Linked DNA regions of Mus musculus: region 1 is linked to region 2. Evidence: chromatin contacts called from public promoter capture Hi-C data. All regions are on one chromosome and are shown on one strand. The core of a region is the stretch at or near the end of the contact, and the rest is flanking DNA. Distances in the headings are between cores, read along the strand shown. Region 1 holds the start of Trmt6 (tRNA methyltransferase 6). Region 2 holds the start of AU019990 (expressed sequence AU019990).

Evidence for each region. Promoter capture Hi-C pulls out the DNA fragments that hold promoters and counts their contacts.
Region 1: a contact with region 2 is called in a promoter capture Hi-C map of embryonic stem cells, with 2.2 times the contacts expected there. The contact joins the promoter of Trmt6 here to the promoter of AU019990 in region 2. A contact is called at or near these places in 13 of 39 promoter capture datasets (the 3T3-L1 cell line, the C10 cell line, the HPC-7 cell line and 9 more), 2 of 484 Hi-C or Micro-C datasets (pre-B cells and pre-pro-B cells), 5 of 115 datasets of contacts at active chromatin or transcription factors (embryonic stem cells, large pre-B cells and memory CD8 T cells) and 3 of 9 other capture datasets (adipose tissue, liver and pancreatic islet).

The regions. Positions count from the first base shown.
Region 1 is chr2:132,814,399-132,821,586 of GRCm38.p6, forward strand. Trmt6 (tRNA methyltransferase 6) reads right to left here and starts at 1,656. Exons shown (of 11, transcript NM_175113.3): 1 at 1,406-1,656. The coding sequence starts at 1,536. Mcm8 (minichromosome maintenance 8 homologous recombination repair factor) reads left to right here and starts at 1,743. Exons shown (of 19, transcript NM_001291054.1): 1 at 1,743-2,067; 2 at 2,676-2,847; 3 at 3,307-3,390; 4 at 5,205-5,287; 5 at 5,581-5,730; 6 at 6,947-7,050. The coding sequence starts at 2,700.
Region 2 is chr2:132,593,828-132,601,175 of GRCm38.p6, forward strand. It overlaps AU019990 (expressed sequence AU019990), which reads left to right and starts at 4,369. Exons shown (of 6, transcript NR_033468.1): 1 at 4,369-4,578.

The DNA of each region.
Region 1 (7,188 bases), core at 406-2,905, 220 kb after region 2:
CCTCATCCTTGAATCATGTTGGTGTTAATGAAACACTTTACGCCTCTGCCAGCCTATCTTATGTGCAAAGGTGTGTGTGGTGGGGGCCTGGGGGGCAAGCATCCAAACTGACAGGCCGGAAAGTGTGGGAGGCGATCTGATAAATAATGAAGCTGCCTGTTTCCTGGGAACGATTAAGAGTGGCAGAGAGCCATGATCTCTTTGGTGATAGGGAGTCCGGCTTGGGATGCAGCTGGGTTCAGTGGGTCATTTTCTAAATAAAACAAAAAATTAGGATCGTGGCTTCCTAAGAACAGGGATAGTAAAAAGAGCTTACAGCTGACTCTTTAGGGAGCTGGAGAAATGACCCAGCACTCGAGAGCACTTACTGCTCTTCCACAGGATCTGACTTTGGTTCCCAGCACCCAAGTTGTGTGGTTCCCAATTGGCTGTAACGCCAACTCCAGGAAATACAAAGCATTTGGCCACTGAGCGCACAGGAATTCACATACTCAAGCCCACAAAAACACACACACACACACACACACACACACACACACCTTAAAACAATACTAGGTCGTTTTTTTGTTGGTTTTTTTTTTTTTTTTTGAGACTGGATTTCTCTGTGTAGCCCATCAAACAAACTAATTAACAAAAAGAGTACCTTTTAGAACTAAAGATACAGTATGTCTCCTTGGTAACAAAAAGGATCATCTAACAAAACACATTATAAAAAGGACATTCAAATGGTTGTATCAGAACATGAAGCAAGCTGAGTGTGGTGAAGCAAACCTGTAATCCCACCACTTGGGAGGCAGGAAAGTGTTTGCTTCAGCGGGCCATCAGCAAGCACCAGTATGTATACTGGGCTTAAGCTGGCCATGTACCTTGTAGTAAGTTCTCTTTTCTTACAGTAGACAGATTTTTCCCACTGGGATCCAGAGAATAAGACTGCCTACCTGCAAGCCATACTATGTGTAAGAGATCTTTCTTATCTCCCTTTTCTCTTACTGAGGAAGTTGGATTTATGAAGAAAGTGGGGAGCTGGGAAGAGAGTCAGACATAAGAGATACGAATGTGAAAGGTTGGATAAATTCTGTAAGACTAGTGAGGCTCTTCCCCCGCCCCCCAAGAATCCTCGGGAAAGCACCCTCCTGAGTGGGAGTATCAAGAATGGAATTCTTGGGAAGAGAATTTGGCGCAGAAGGTAGAATAGAAAGTTGGGGAATGAAAGGTAGAGGCGAGTACTGTACCCGTAAGCCAAGGATGCGGCAGGATCCCGGTGGGAAGGCCTCAGTGATAGGAAGACCTGAGTGGTAGCAATAAGGGCTGGGGAGCGGGATTCAAAGAGCCAAGAATGGGGCACAGGAGGGAGTGATTATCCGGGTGGTGGTGCGCGCTGCCCAAGGCCAGCAACCAGACTCACTTTCTCCGCTGGACTTGCACTGCTTTGAACACATCTTCTCGCTTCAGCACCACGAAGTCACCGTCATGGATGCAGTGGTCCCCGAGAGGCGGGGGCGGTGAGCTCGGCTGCTCCGCAGCTGATGCCTCCATGGAAGCCAGGTAAATTTCAACCTCCGTTTTTGCTCCAGCCGCTAGGAGCCCGGCACGACCAGGAGGGACCTGCGTCTCCGCCGGCACCGCCCCCACGTGCTGCACGCCGCTTCCGCTTTCCGGTCCGGACCTCGGGACGGCTTCCGGAAGCCTGGCGACTTCCGTCTCTCTGAACTCTTTGATTGGCTACACTTCATCCCGCCCCCTAGTCGCGTGGCTTCCTTAAGCAGAAGCGCGTCATAGACGCGCCAAAAAAGAACTTCAAGCGAGGTCCGAGTTTGCCTTCTGGGCTTGTGCTCGGCCTTCCCCGCCCTGCGTCTGGCGTTCTGGCGCGCAGTGACGCGGGCACCGGGCGGCTCCGGAGACGGAGTGTCCGCGGAGCCCTGCGTGAGAGTGTATACGGCTTACGGCTCTGTCGCAGGCTCCGGGGCTCCTGAAAGCAGGACGCGAGGAAGACGGGGAGTCAGGGATTGCGTACGACTTTTCTCAGGCTGCTTCCCTATGTAGATGTTGGAATCGCCACCGTTCTCAGTATGTTATCCTGTTGGATCGATGTGGAACGTAGTGTTGCGATGGAATGTCTCATCCTGAGGATCCTGAAGACTTGAGCTTTTATCACAGGGCTATCACAAGCAACCTTGATTATTATTAGTTTGCATACTTGCGAATCTTTTATTTATTAAAACCTCTTAGGGTTAGAACAGGTTCTCCTAATGAATTACAGCACAGCGTATGAATCTATCAATAGTTTGTATCTGTGGGATAGGAATTTTTAAGTGGAGTTACTTTCTTTTGGAACAGTTTTAGGACAGCCTGCCACAGAAAGTAATACAGCGAAGATTGGGCTATGTTATTTCCCTAGTATCGTACTGGTGAGGATTATTTTCAGCCAATACTGCCCAATATTAGTTCCACACAGAAAACCGGTTCAAGTTAACTCCTTGATTTCTCTCTTGGTGGTTTGTTGAAAACTGGTATTGAATAAATGTCTATGGTGTACCTTAATCATGATGGAGATTAAAAGAATTAACTATACAACACATAAGGTTTATACTGCAGCATGGAACTTTGCAAGCCTAAGTGCTGGTCTTAAACACAGTACATTAATCCCCCCCTTACTATGTTAATACATTTTTTAGGAGTGCTCTTGACTTGTGGAAGACATGAGTGGTGCTTATAGAGGCAGAGGTTTTGGACGAGGAAGATTCCAAAGCTGGAAAAGAGGAAGAGGTGGTGGGAACTTCTCAGGAAGGTGGAGAGAAAGAGAAAACAGAGTTGACCTGAATGAAGCTTCAGGAAAGCACGCTTCTGGTACGTGCACGCAGGGATCGATATGTTTTCTCTCGGGAAAGAGACAATTCAAGGGCCGGTAGATGCCAGAGTAGGTAAGGGGGACTGCTGCCAAGTGAGGACCCTCAGGTCCCTGGAACCTACATGGTGGAAGGAGAAAACTGACTCCATAAGCTGCCCTCTGACCTCCACATATGCACTATGGCATGTGTGGGCCTACTAGTGTGCACAGGCAACATAATGTAAAAAGAAAAAAAAAATACAAGGAATGGAAATAATGATAATGCCTATTAATAATAATGCCTAGTAGATAGCAGGATAGTTTAACTCAGACTTCAGGTCTGAAGGTTAATATTTATAATTCTTATTGAAATATCTAATTTGGAGTCTATTAATAGACTCCTGTAAAAGGAGAAACTAGTTGGAGGGAAAACTAGCCAGTGCTTTGGTTTTTACTAACATCGTATTCTACGTTTTCAGCACAAGCCTCACAACCGTTACTTCAACAGTCAACATTGGATCAGTTTATCCCGTATAAGGGCTGGAAGCTTTACTTCTCTGAAGGTGGAGTTTAAGAACCATAAGTTATATATTCATCTTTGGATACTACAATTCATGTTACCGTTGTGCACTGGTCTTCCTGCTCTATGCCGCCTTTCTCTCTTCCAAGCATTTGTTTGAGCATTATTGCTATATGATGTATCAGGAAAACAGGAACTGGTGAATGTTTCAAAAGATTTCATACAAGGAATTGGATATGTATATGGTAGACTCAACACAGCAGTCTGATTCCTGTGACTGAGGGAGAACCAACCAAGAAATGCCAAGGTTATCAGAAGTGGGAGCTCAAAGGGAGAGGCAGGACAACGGTGACATATTCATTGCATCGCACCCTTCCAAAGCTGTGCTGTATCACTTTGAAAGACGTCCTACTGTGTGATGAGAACTTAGACGAATGAAGCTGATTGTCCCTAGTAATTGAGGATAGATCAGATGTTCCTGGAGGCTAGAACTATACTATCCTGTGCAGTCGCAGGGATGCCATGGAACAAGGGGCTGGAGAGATGGCTCAGCAGTTAAACATGCTTACTGTTCTTCTAGAGAGCCTGACCTTGGTTCCCAAAAGGAAACTCACTCTGAAACCCTTTTTGACCTCTGTAGATGCCTACATGCATGGCATGTGCTCCCGCTCTCTCCCTCTCCCTCTCCCTCTCTCTCTCCCTCCCTCCCTCCCTCCTCCCTCTCCACCTCCCTCTCTCCCAAGCATGTGCACTTGTGTGCGTGCGCGAGCGCACACACACACACACACACACACACACACACATAAAAGTAAATCTTACAAGAAGAAGAAGAAAAAAAGAAAAACAAGAATAGTTTCTTGCAACCTTCCAGACCTCCCAGTGTCCTCAATTGGCTGAACTAATGATTGAATAGGAATTTGGGCAAAGATGACAGTCAGACATCAGGACATAGTAATAGGCTTCTTGCCAAGGATTAGATGGCACTCGATGTTTGTAAAGTGTGCAGATGTTGGTTTTCTGTTTTCTTACGGTATTGACGTCTCTCATATCTCTTATGAAGCATGGTTTTGTTCTTGCCTTTATTTGTAGCTGGGGGTTTTCCCTCTCCAGTGTACTGTAGTGCTTGTAGTCAAGGATCCTGTCTTGTGACAGACTTTTAGTGTTCATTGTGTGAATGAATTCGTTTCCCCTCCCTATTAATTTGATAGGTGTGTTTCATAGGAGAGCCTTTGTTCCTTTAGGATACATCAGCCACACCATTTTCATCATCACCCTGGTAGCTAGCTCATACCACTGTAAAGTGATTTTTAGATTATTAAAGATGGAATTCAAAGAATACTTTGCTTAAAATTGACCCAGCTGCATTTCATTAGACTTTCTGTGACAGAGAAATGTAAAGATACTATACAACTTTGTAAAAATATTAAAAAGTAGCATTATAATTTTGAGATTACAGTTAAGCTTTGGTCTGTCTCCAGATCCTTCGGAAATAATTAGCAAGTGGCAGTTTGGACTAGTAGAATTTACTTTACAAAGATAGTGATTGTCTTAACTCTGTTCATGTATATGGCTTTGCATTTCTTAGACTTGAATAAGATATTTGAATGATAAACCGTTTGAGGAGTCTAAGACTCAGAAAGCTTCTCAGATATTTGGGGTTTTATATATATTTTAGGTTATTTAGACATTAGTTTTTTTTTTAAATCTCAAATATTCATACCAGCATTTACGCAAATGCAGTCATAACATGGAATAGGCAAGGAAGAAAAATGTTTGGGGTTTCTAGGGATCTGTCTCAGCAGTATAAAATGCTTCCATCTGTGCCTCTTGGTGCTAATGCTGAACTTGTTGGATCAGTTTACAGTAATAACTCTCCCTTTATTGAGAAGATTCAAGCATTTGAGAAATTTTTCACAAGGCATATCGACTTATACGATAAGGTAAGAGCTTTCTACCAACTTTGGCAGTTCACCATTATGTGACAACTAACTGGACAATGTTTGAGGAGCTAGTGAGCGTGAGCAGTGCAGCTGGGGAGGTGTTAGAAATACCAACTTCAAAAGTTTGTTAAGTATGTATATGTAAATACATTTACAATATTACGACTATGTAATAAAACTTAGAACTATTACTGTCTGACTATTACATGCTTTCTGAAGTGTATACTAAATGGATACTTATGATAATTGACTCAAAAAAGCAATTGTTATGTTTAAATTTTAATCTTTTATAGGATGAAATAGAAAGAAAAGGAAGCATTTTGGTGGATTTTAAAGAACTGACAAAAGCTGATGAAATAACTAACTTGATACCCGATATAGAAAACGCACTAAGAGATGCCCCTGAGAAAACACTGGCGTGTATGGGGCTGGCAATACATCAGGTAAATTTGGGCAAAGTTTTAAAAGGAGATATCATAGTGTTTGTACTTTCTGAAAGGCACTTAGCATTTGGTAACAGATGTTGGTTAGAGTTTAAGGATTGCAGTCTTCCCCTAAGAGGTGGTAAGTTCACCTATGTACAAGTCGCCCGAATTAGTTTAATTTCATTAAAGATACAGATGTTGTATTTCCTTTTTGAGAAAGTATCTGATTGTAAATATAAAATAGGCATGGTTTTAGGAACTTGGAGCAAAAGGATTTAACTCAGGTGTAGTTAGGCATTGGGAGAAATCACTTATTTCCCCACTGAGTCCCGTATGTAAACTGGAAGTAACAGTAGGGTCTGTGCTTGTATCGGTTGTTCTTAGGAACAGAAGCGCCCACATAAGTGCTTCAAGGTAAAGGGCAGCTGGTCCCAGGACGGGCATCGTGGCTGCCTTCAGGGGCTGGGCACAATGGGGAAGGCCAGAGGGAGATGTAGGCTTATGATAGGTCTTAAGGGGGTACAATCTGGACACAGCAGCGAGTCAGGATATCCAGGTGCAGCAAACAGATCACCACACACTCATGTGTACTGCTAGAACCCTGCACTGGCAATCTTGCTTCTTGTCTTCAGCCTCATCCAATCACCCATTGTTTCTCTAGTCAGGCAGCCACACCATCTCTTTATTCTAACATGCACAATTCCTTTCTATCTTTCCTGCTCTGGCTTAGGCCCTATGGAATTTGTTTAGTGGAACCCAGTGTGAAATGTCTCAGAGGGATGTTATTTTATGTGTATGAGTGTTTTGTTCATATGTATGTATATGTCATGTGTGACTAGTGCTCAAAGAAGTTAGAAAAGGGCATTGGTTCCTCTAGAACTGGACTTATGGATAGTTTGTGAGCCACCATGCTGGGAACTGAACCTTGGTCCTTTCCAAGAGCAGCAAGTGTTCTTAACTGCTGAGCATCTCCCCAGCTCCGACTGTGTTTTTAATGCTAAGTTTATGTGGGACAAAAGTCGTAAGTAAGTAGTGATGATGAAGTGTTCTGGTGCAGGCATAAGAAAATCTCAAGTCAAATAAATAATCTACTATAAAATAAATAGAACCAAATATTAGTCCTTTAAATAACTATCAGGGTAGTATTTATTTACTTTTCTGAGATGTTCATAAACTTTGGGTTCTATGAGGATTTTGCTTAAAGAGACTATTTATTTTTCAATCTTTGACTAAGGTATTAACTAAGGACCTTGAAAGGCATGCCGCCGAATTACAAGCTCAAGAGGGATTGTCTAACGGTGGAGAGACAATGGTAAATGTACCACATATTTATGCAAGGTGAGAAACATGATGCTATTTTTTTCTCAATAACCTTTTGATTATAGTACCAACAAGTGGGTTTCATTGTGGCATTTTTATATGTATATAAATGTTACTTTGTTTTTATTTTCCTGGCACCCCTCCCCCAACTCTTCT
Region 2 (7,348 bases), core at 3,119-5,618:
GAACTCTCAGCGGGCATGGCTCAGGCAGGCAGCTCTCAATCCAACACCTCTACTTTCACCTTCCTTTCCTCATAGGCTTCCTCACAGCATGGCGCACTAAAGAAAGATGACTCACCTGGTGACTGGCTTCCCCTGGAGCAGCTATTCTAAATTTGCTACAGTAATTCGTTCAATAAAAGACTGGGTTTGTGGCTGGTGAGATGGCTCTGAATTAAAATCCCAGCAACTACATGGTGACTCACAACCACCCGTAATGAGATCTGACGCCCTCTTCTGGTGCGTCTGAAGACAGCTACATGTGCTTATATATAATAATAAACAAATCTTTGGGCCTGAGCGAGCAGGGACTGAGCGAGCAGGAGTCCTAAATTCAATTCCCAACAACCACATGAAGGCTCACAACCATCTGTACAGCTACAGTGTACTCATATACATAAAATAAATAGATAAATTAAAAAAAAGATTAGGTTTGTTTATTTGTTTGTTTGAAGTGTAGGGTGGAAAAAAGCTTTGGCAAATACAAACTAAGGAATGTTTTGATCCTAATGCAGCGTTGGGACCTGCTCAAGTTCATGTCAGCATTTTCTGCCCTTTTCTACGACTCAAAACAGTTATGTACACAATAATGATTTCCCCGTAAACTCAGCATATACAGGTAGTCCAGCAATTAGGAGGTAGAGGTAGAAGGGTCAGGAGTTCAAGGCCAGCTCCAGCTCCATGAAAATCTGTCTCAAAACCAAACAAATAAACAAGCAAGCAAACAACAATGCTCATCAGCTACGCCTTGGATCCTTCACATCTCTTTTTCTGTTTTCTAACATGGACCTGTTACATACAGGAGTGTGAAACAATCCTCCTTAAAATATACAAACTTCTCTGCGAGGTTATAACATTGTTTCATTAATTCAGTGTCGGTGAAGCGATCTGTATCTATGGAGTTTAAGAACTACTCTGGCTTAAGATCTGGAAGGAGACTACATTCAAGATGGCTGCCGGGCATGCAGCTCTACTAGGGTTGGAAGATTCATCCCCAAGATGGATCCTGGTCCTTGGAAGGAAGCTTCAAATCTTCTTTCTGGTTATACCTCTGGGAACTAAATGATCGAGGCAGGGTAGAAACCCAAGAATGGGATTAAAATTTTCCTACCTCTAACCCCTCCAGTAATTGGTTGTAGCCCATATTATTTAAGCAATAGTTTTAAATCGAGAAACAAGGTTTGCACAACAGAAGCTGGTAAACACTAAGACTTTTGGGTATAGGATTTAGCACTGCAATACATAGCAACAGAGCAAACCTCAACAGATTGTCTCACTTTTGGCTGTCTTCCCCAAGAGTACAAAATCTAGAGAAAACCAGGGAAAGGTCACTGGACATGAGGCATCCCATATCATATCCACGGTGTCCTATTAGTCACATAAGTCAACTGTAGTCAGGGAGAAGAGATGGCACAGGAAGAGATGGCTGAGTGACTGAGCTAGTCCAAAGGAGATAAAACACTGGGGAAGAGCATGAGGTCATAGAGTTAGACCCAAGGCAGTCAGTCAAGAGCAAGTGAGGATTCCTGGATCTTGAAGCAGAGCAGAACAACACAGCCAGTCTTCAGCCCCTGGCTTGGCTGCAGAAGATAAGCAAAAACAGGGGATGATGATACCCATTCCTCCTTCCTCGGTGTTCCTGCATGCGCAACAGAAGCAGCCAGCAAGCTCTTCAAAGGCCACTTTGCAATTTCTTGGCTGAGTTACAACAAGAAGAAGATTTCTCTTGAAATATTAATTGGTTTTTATGGTGATAGGAAAGATATTTTTAACCCCTAACAAGAAATCAGGGGCACCAGAATGATGTCCTCACACAACGAGGACTTAGCCAGGAAGCTCACGTGTGCCAACATCATTAAGTGTTAACTCTGCAGAACAATCATGGCCAGGCTTCGTGCTGGGTTCAAAGGAGATGATTTTTCTAGGAAGCCCTAATTGAAAACTGAAGCAAAGCGGACTTTGTGATCAAAACAGGAAGGGAACACCAGGTTGCGAGATGACAATAACCTTAGAGCTTTGTTCTTACACAACAAGCAGGGAAGCAGAAAGCCTTAAAATGGCTTTCATCTGAGTCTGGGCTTTTGGAAGGGTGCCCTCTCCATTCTGTCTCCACTTCCCTCTGGCTGGCTTTTCCCTGTCGCCTCAGTGACTCTGCTTTCATCACGGGCAGCAAGGACACCTATGTTGCCCAATCCCACGCATGTTTCTGCTTTTGTGTTTTCTCATCTAACCAATGCCAGTCAGTCAATCGCCCACTGTTTCTGGAAATGTTGTTCTCCTGGTACCAGGAACGCCCTTTCTCACTGTTTGCTGTATCCTTGGCTGTTTGCTACGGCCACTGTTCAGCCTCTGAATGTTGAGGGTCTGGAGCACTTCGATCATGTCTATGATCCTCTGTGTGATTTTATCCAGTTCATTGGCTTTGATGTCATCAGAGGCCATGTGCTGACATTTAGGTCCCTGTCCCTGATCTCTCCCTGCAGCCTGAGATGACTATATCCAACCTGTCCTGTTGACATTCTCATAAGGGATTCCACAGACACCCAGAAGTACCTCCTGCTCTTGCTCCTTACCATCCAAACCTGTTGCTCCACCCTAAGCCTTTCCTGTCTCGAAACAGTACCATCTATCATGTAGATGCCCTACTTGGGTTTGTTCCTCCCCCCACCCCCCTCTGAGTCCAATACATCCAAGGTGCTGCCTATTCGGTCTCCAAAGCCCACCACAAACATGTCCACCTCTATTCCTGCCTGCCTCTTTTTCTGGCCAACCTGTTTTGTTTTGTTTTGTTTTGGAGGTAAGGTTTCTAGAGACAGAGTTCAAGGCCAGCCTTATCAACATAGCAAGCTCCAGGCTGCTAGGGCTACATAGTGAGGATTTTTAAATTTTTACTTTCTAAAAGTTATGAACATGCATTCACTCACGTCTGTGTTCATGAGTGCTGGTGCCCGCAGAGGCCAGAGGCATTGGAATCCCTGGAGTGGAGCTACAGGCATCTGTAAGCCACTGATGTGGTTAATGGGGGTCAATCTTGGGTCTTTTTTTTTTGCAAGAGCTGTTAACTACTGAAGTATCCCCCCAGCTCCAAAAATTCTAACCATCTTCTCAAACTCATTGTGTGTCACTGTCTTTGGCTTTCAACACTAATCTTGGCCAGCCAAAGGGTCTCTGCGTACGTTGTTCCATTTTCCTAGAAACTCTCCCCATGTATTTTTCTCTTCTTTTAAGTCTTAGCTTACTACTCAGAGTAGCCTGTCCTGCTCATCCTATCTGAAATCAGTTCCTTTGTTCCTTAATGACTTGGCTCTTCTCTTTCTATCACCACAGTAAATCCCACAGTCCCAAGGCGCCCCCCCCCCCTTTCTTTTTTCTACAGCTGAGCCAATTGAGTGTCTTAAGAATCGTGTTAGGGCTGACAAAAACCGGGAAGCCTCATGCCTCTTTCCTGCATGGAAGTCTGCTGCAAGTGACCTTTCACAGTTGCACTCAGATCCTAATTCGGAAAACGCACGTCAGCACATGACGCTAAAAAAGGAGGTTGCTCTCGAGACCCCTTCAGTGAAAGTAGTTGGCTACCCAGTTCCTGTTTTGCTGTAGGCTGGGTTCTCAGTGACACAGCTGTCTTCAGCAGAGCACGGAGACAGTGGGAGAGTTTTCTCATGGTAAGCCTCCTTTCCTGTGTTTCTCACTAGAGTTGATTGTTATTCTTGTGTTCTCTTTCTCTAAGACCAGGTCCCAGGAGATGGACATTAGAAGAAGACAGGAAGATCTGAACTCAACTTAAATGCCTGTGAATGTGTGAATGAGTCTCCAGATTGCATTCTGGCGCTTTGAAATTGTAACATTTCTGGGAAAGCAGACATTCGAGAGCCACATCAGTGCAGCTCATTTAGTCCTTGAGAAGACATTTAGGGTCCATGAGGAGGACAGCTGCTCATGGCAAGACCCTTTGTCATTCATCCTGAGCACACAACACATCTAACAATTATGCTGTTTAGCTTTGTTGGTTGCTTCTGTGTTGTGTGCATCTCACTTGCAGCCCAGATTGTCCTGAAAGTCCAAATCCTTTTGCCTCCCTGAGGTTGGGATCACAGGCAGGTACCATCACACCTGGCATAATTATGCTCCTGAAATCACTTGGCCTAGATGTTGATCAGCAGCCAAGTATTCAGCAGAATTGAATGCATTGGCACGCCTCACCTGTTTCCAGCATTCAGAAAAGCACAGGTGACCTGAGTTGACCCTGAAGTTCTAGTTCACAGGGAAGCCCCCAAAGAACCACCCTCAGAGTATGCATCAATATAATCTGAAGAGCCAGGGCTGTGGCTCAGTGGTAGAGTGCTTGCCTATGATATGCAAGGACTCAGGTTGGAGCCCCAGTGCTGAAAGAATCAGGAAATTAAGTCATGAAGTGGTGCCTGGGCAGATAGAGGCCTTAGGAGGAAACTGCATGTTTTGAGGGACAGAGCTGGGTCAGCAGAGTGTTTCCACACAAATGAACTGACTTCTGCATTGAGAACGTGAATCAACAGATCCCACAAGGTCAGTGTTCCCAGGCTCCCAAGTCCTTGAGGAATTCTGGAAGGAAGCTGTTTATAGTCGTTTTTCTAAGGAAGAAATTGGAGAGTTGAGATATATGCTTTCTCCTGCCATCTTCATGGCCTTCATGGCCTGCTTCAGGACTCAGTGGGAAATTCAAAAGGTACATTGTGACATCAAAAGGAACACTGGTACCATTGACAGTTGTTAAGAGTTTGTGTTGCTGAGGCTTAACCCTAGGCCTCAGCAAATGCTCTCCCACTGAGCTATACACCCTCAGCCTCAACTATTTAAAGTCCCTTCCCTTCCCTTCCCTTCCCTTCCCTTCCTTTCCCTTCCCTTCCCTTCCTCTCCCCCCCCCCCCCCCCCCCGTTGTTGTTGGACAGGGTCTCACTATGTAGCCCTCACAGGTCTAGAACTCAAACTGTAGATCAGGCTAACCTCAAACTCACAGAGATCTGCCTGCTTCTGCCTGTGCAGTGCTGGAATTAAAGATGTGTGCCACTATACCTAGTCAGCCTTTAATTTAAAAATTCACCATAAAGGCCAGATTGCTGGGTATGAGGTTTTCCTAGCTAACCAGACTATATCTGTCAAGACTGTTTTTCCCCCCTACTTTGTGAGAGGAATTATTTTTATAGAAGATAGGAGTTTCTGATTACTACCTGCCCCCCCCCCCCCCACACCTTCCCAATTCCTCCTCTTTATCTTTTTGGTTTTATGGGACAAGGTCTGCAGACCATGCTGCCCATAAACCCATGACATCCTCCTGTCTTGGCTTCCTGAGTGACCACAGACATGTGGTACTCCATGGCTTTTGTCCCATTTAGTTTTTCTGCGGGACATTACATCAGACCCATCTCTAACACGGAGCATCTGGTAAACTTCTGAAAGAAGTTACAAAATGCCATGAGACCCAAGCACAGCTCTGCTTTTGTTATGCAACAGTGGAAGCTTGCCACACTCCATGCTTCGTGAGTCAGCCACATTGGCCAATCCTGAGCTCCTGCCTTCTTTACTGGTGTCCTGTAGGAACGGGCGGCTCCAAGCGCTTCCACTGTTGGGAAAGTAAAGCAAGATATACAAGGTCAATAAATGCTCCAGAGCTGGGAGACCTTAGAGGGCTCTGCTGCTGCTCACAAGTGCCTTCCTCGGTCTTCCTCCCCATCCACTCCCCACCTTTCTTTTTGACAGAATCAGAGCTATTTAAAAATATATTAATGTAGATTTTAAGCCTGTGTGAGTAGGCTCTTCAAAAGGCTTCTCTAATACATTAAACACACACACACATCACTACTGACTAGACTTTAATTCTGGAGATAATAAACAGATTAGAAGTTTCCTACTTTGGGGGCTGGAGAGATGGCTCAGTGGTTAAGAGCACTGGCTGCTCTTTCAGAGGTCCTGAGTTCAGTTCCCAGCACCCACGTGGCAGCTCACAACTGTAACTCTAGTTCTAGGGGATCTGACCCCCTCTTCTGGTCTCCAGGGGACCAGGCACATATGTGGTTCACAGATATACATACAGGTAAAACACTCATACACATAAAATGAGATAATTTTTTAAAAAGTAGTTTTACCTTAAAAGAGTTTTCCTACATTTTAAAATGACCTAAATAGAAAACAATTACCACACACACATATATATGTGTGTGTGTATATATATATATATATTTTTTTTTTTTCTAGGCAAGCAGCCTACCGATTGAGCCACATCCCTAAACTTCTATGTGTTTTTAGGCAGGAAGACTGAAAGAAAAGAACTTTCCCTCTTTCTACCTCTACAGCATACCTGACAATTACATCATCCCAAACCAGGAAGAAAACATGGGGATGTTGCCCATAGCGACTGTTTATTAGTAGGACATTTAGTCCATCTCAACTTTTTCTGTGGTGACACTTGTACAGGTTCTACTTCCCTATTCTTACGACAAGGCCACATTGTCAAAACTCTTCCTTCTGGAATCACTTGGCTCATTAGCTGTAATAGAAACAAAAACAAAGGAGGGGAGGGGCATGATGGGAGGGGCAGGGAGGGGAATGTCTGCGATACCAGCACCTAAGAGGTACATACAAGAGGATCAGAAGCTCAAGGTGATCTTTAGCTATACAGCAAGCTAGCCTAGGCTGCATGAAACCTTGTAACCTTCTCCCTTCCCCCACGACGTGGGAGTGATTGGTATACATCTGTAATCCCAGCACTTGAGAACTAAGACATAAGATCATGAGTCTTGAGTCTGAGCTAAATAGCAGGTTTAAGGCTAGCCTAGGCTGCATAGACAGACTCTGTCTTTTTTTTTTTTTTTTTTAATTTACAATGTTTTCCCTGGTCTCTCTGGTTTGTTTTTCCACCATGATGGTCCTGTACTCAGACCCTGTCAGTTCAATCCTCTTCATCAGAGCTTGTTCTTGAGTACATTCAAAACCCCTGCCTGGGGCTGGAGAGATGGCTCAAGTTCAGTACCCAAAACCCACGTCAAGACGGAACACATGGCCTGTAACATCAGTTTCAGGAGGGTCCCATACCTTTGGCTTCCAGACACTCACAAGCACATGGACACAAACACACACAGGTGTAATTAACAATATTAATCTTGTTTTTAAGCCATAGATTGAACCCCAGCTCTTGTCCAAAGAGCTTGATCTTGAGTTCTGGTCCATTTTTCTCCCGAGCAGCACATCCTGTGATGTGTCTTACCTGGAGGCCCACTTTCCAGTCCTTTCCAGAAAGTTCTTGCCTATGTCTACGTCTCGTAGCACATTTCCCTGTAGT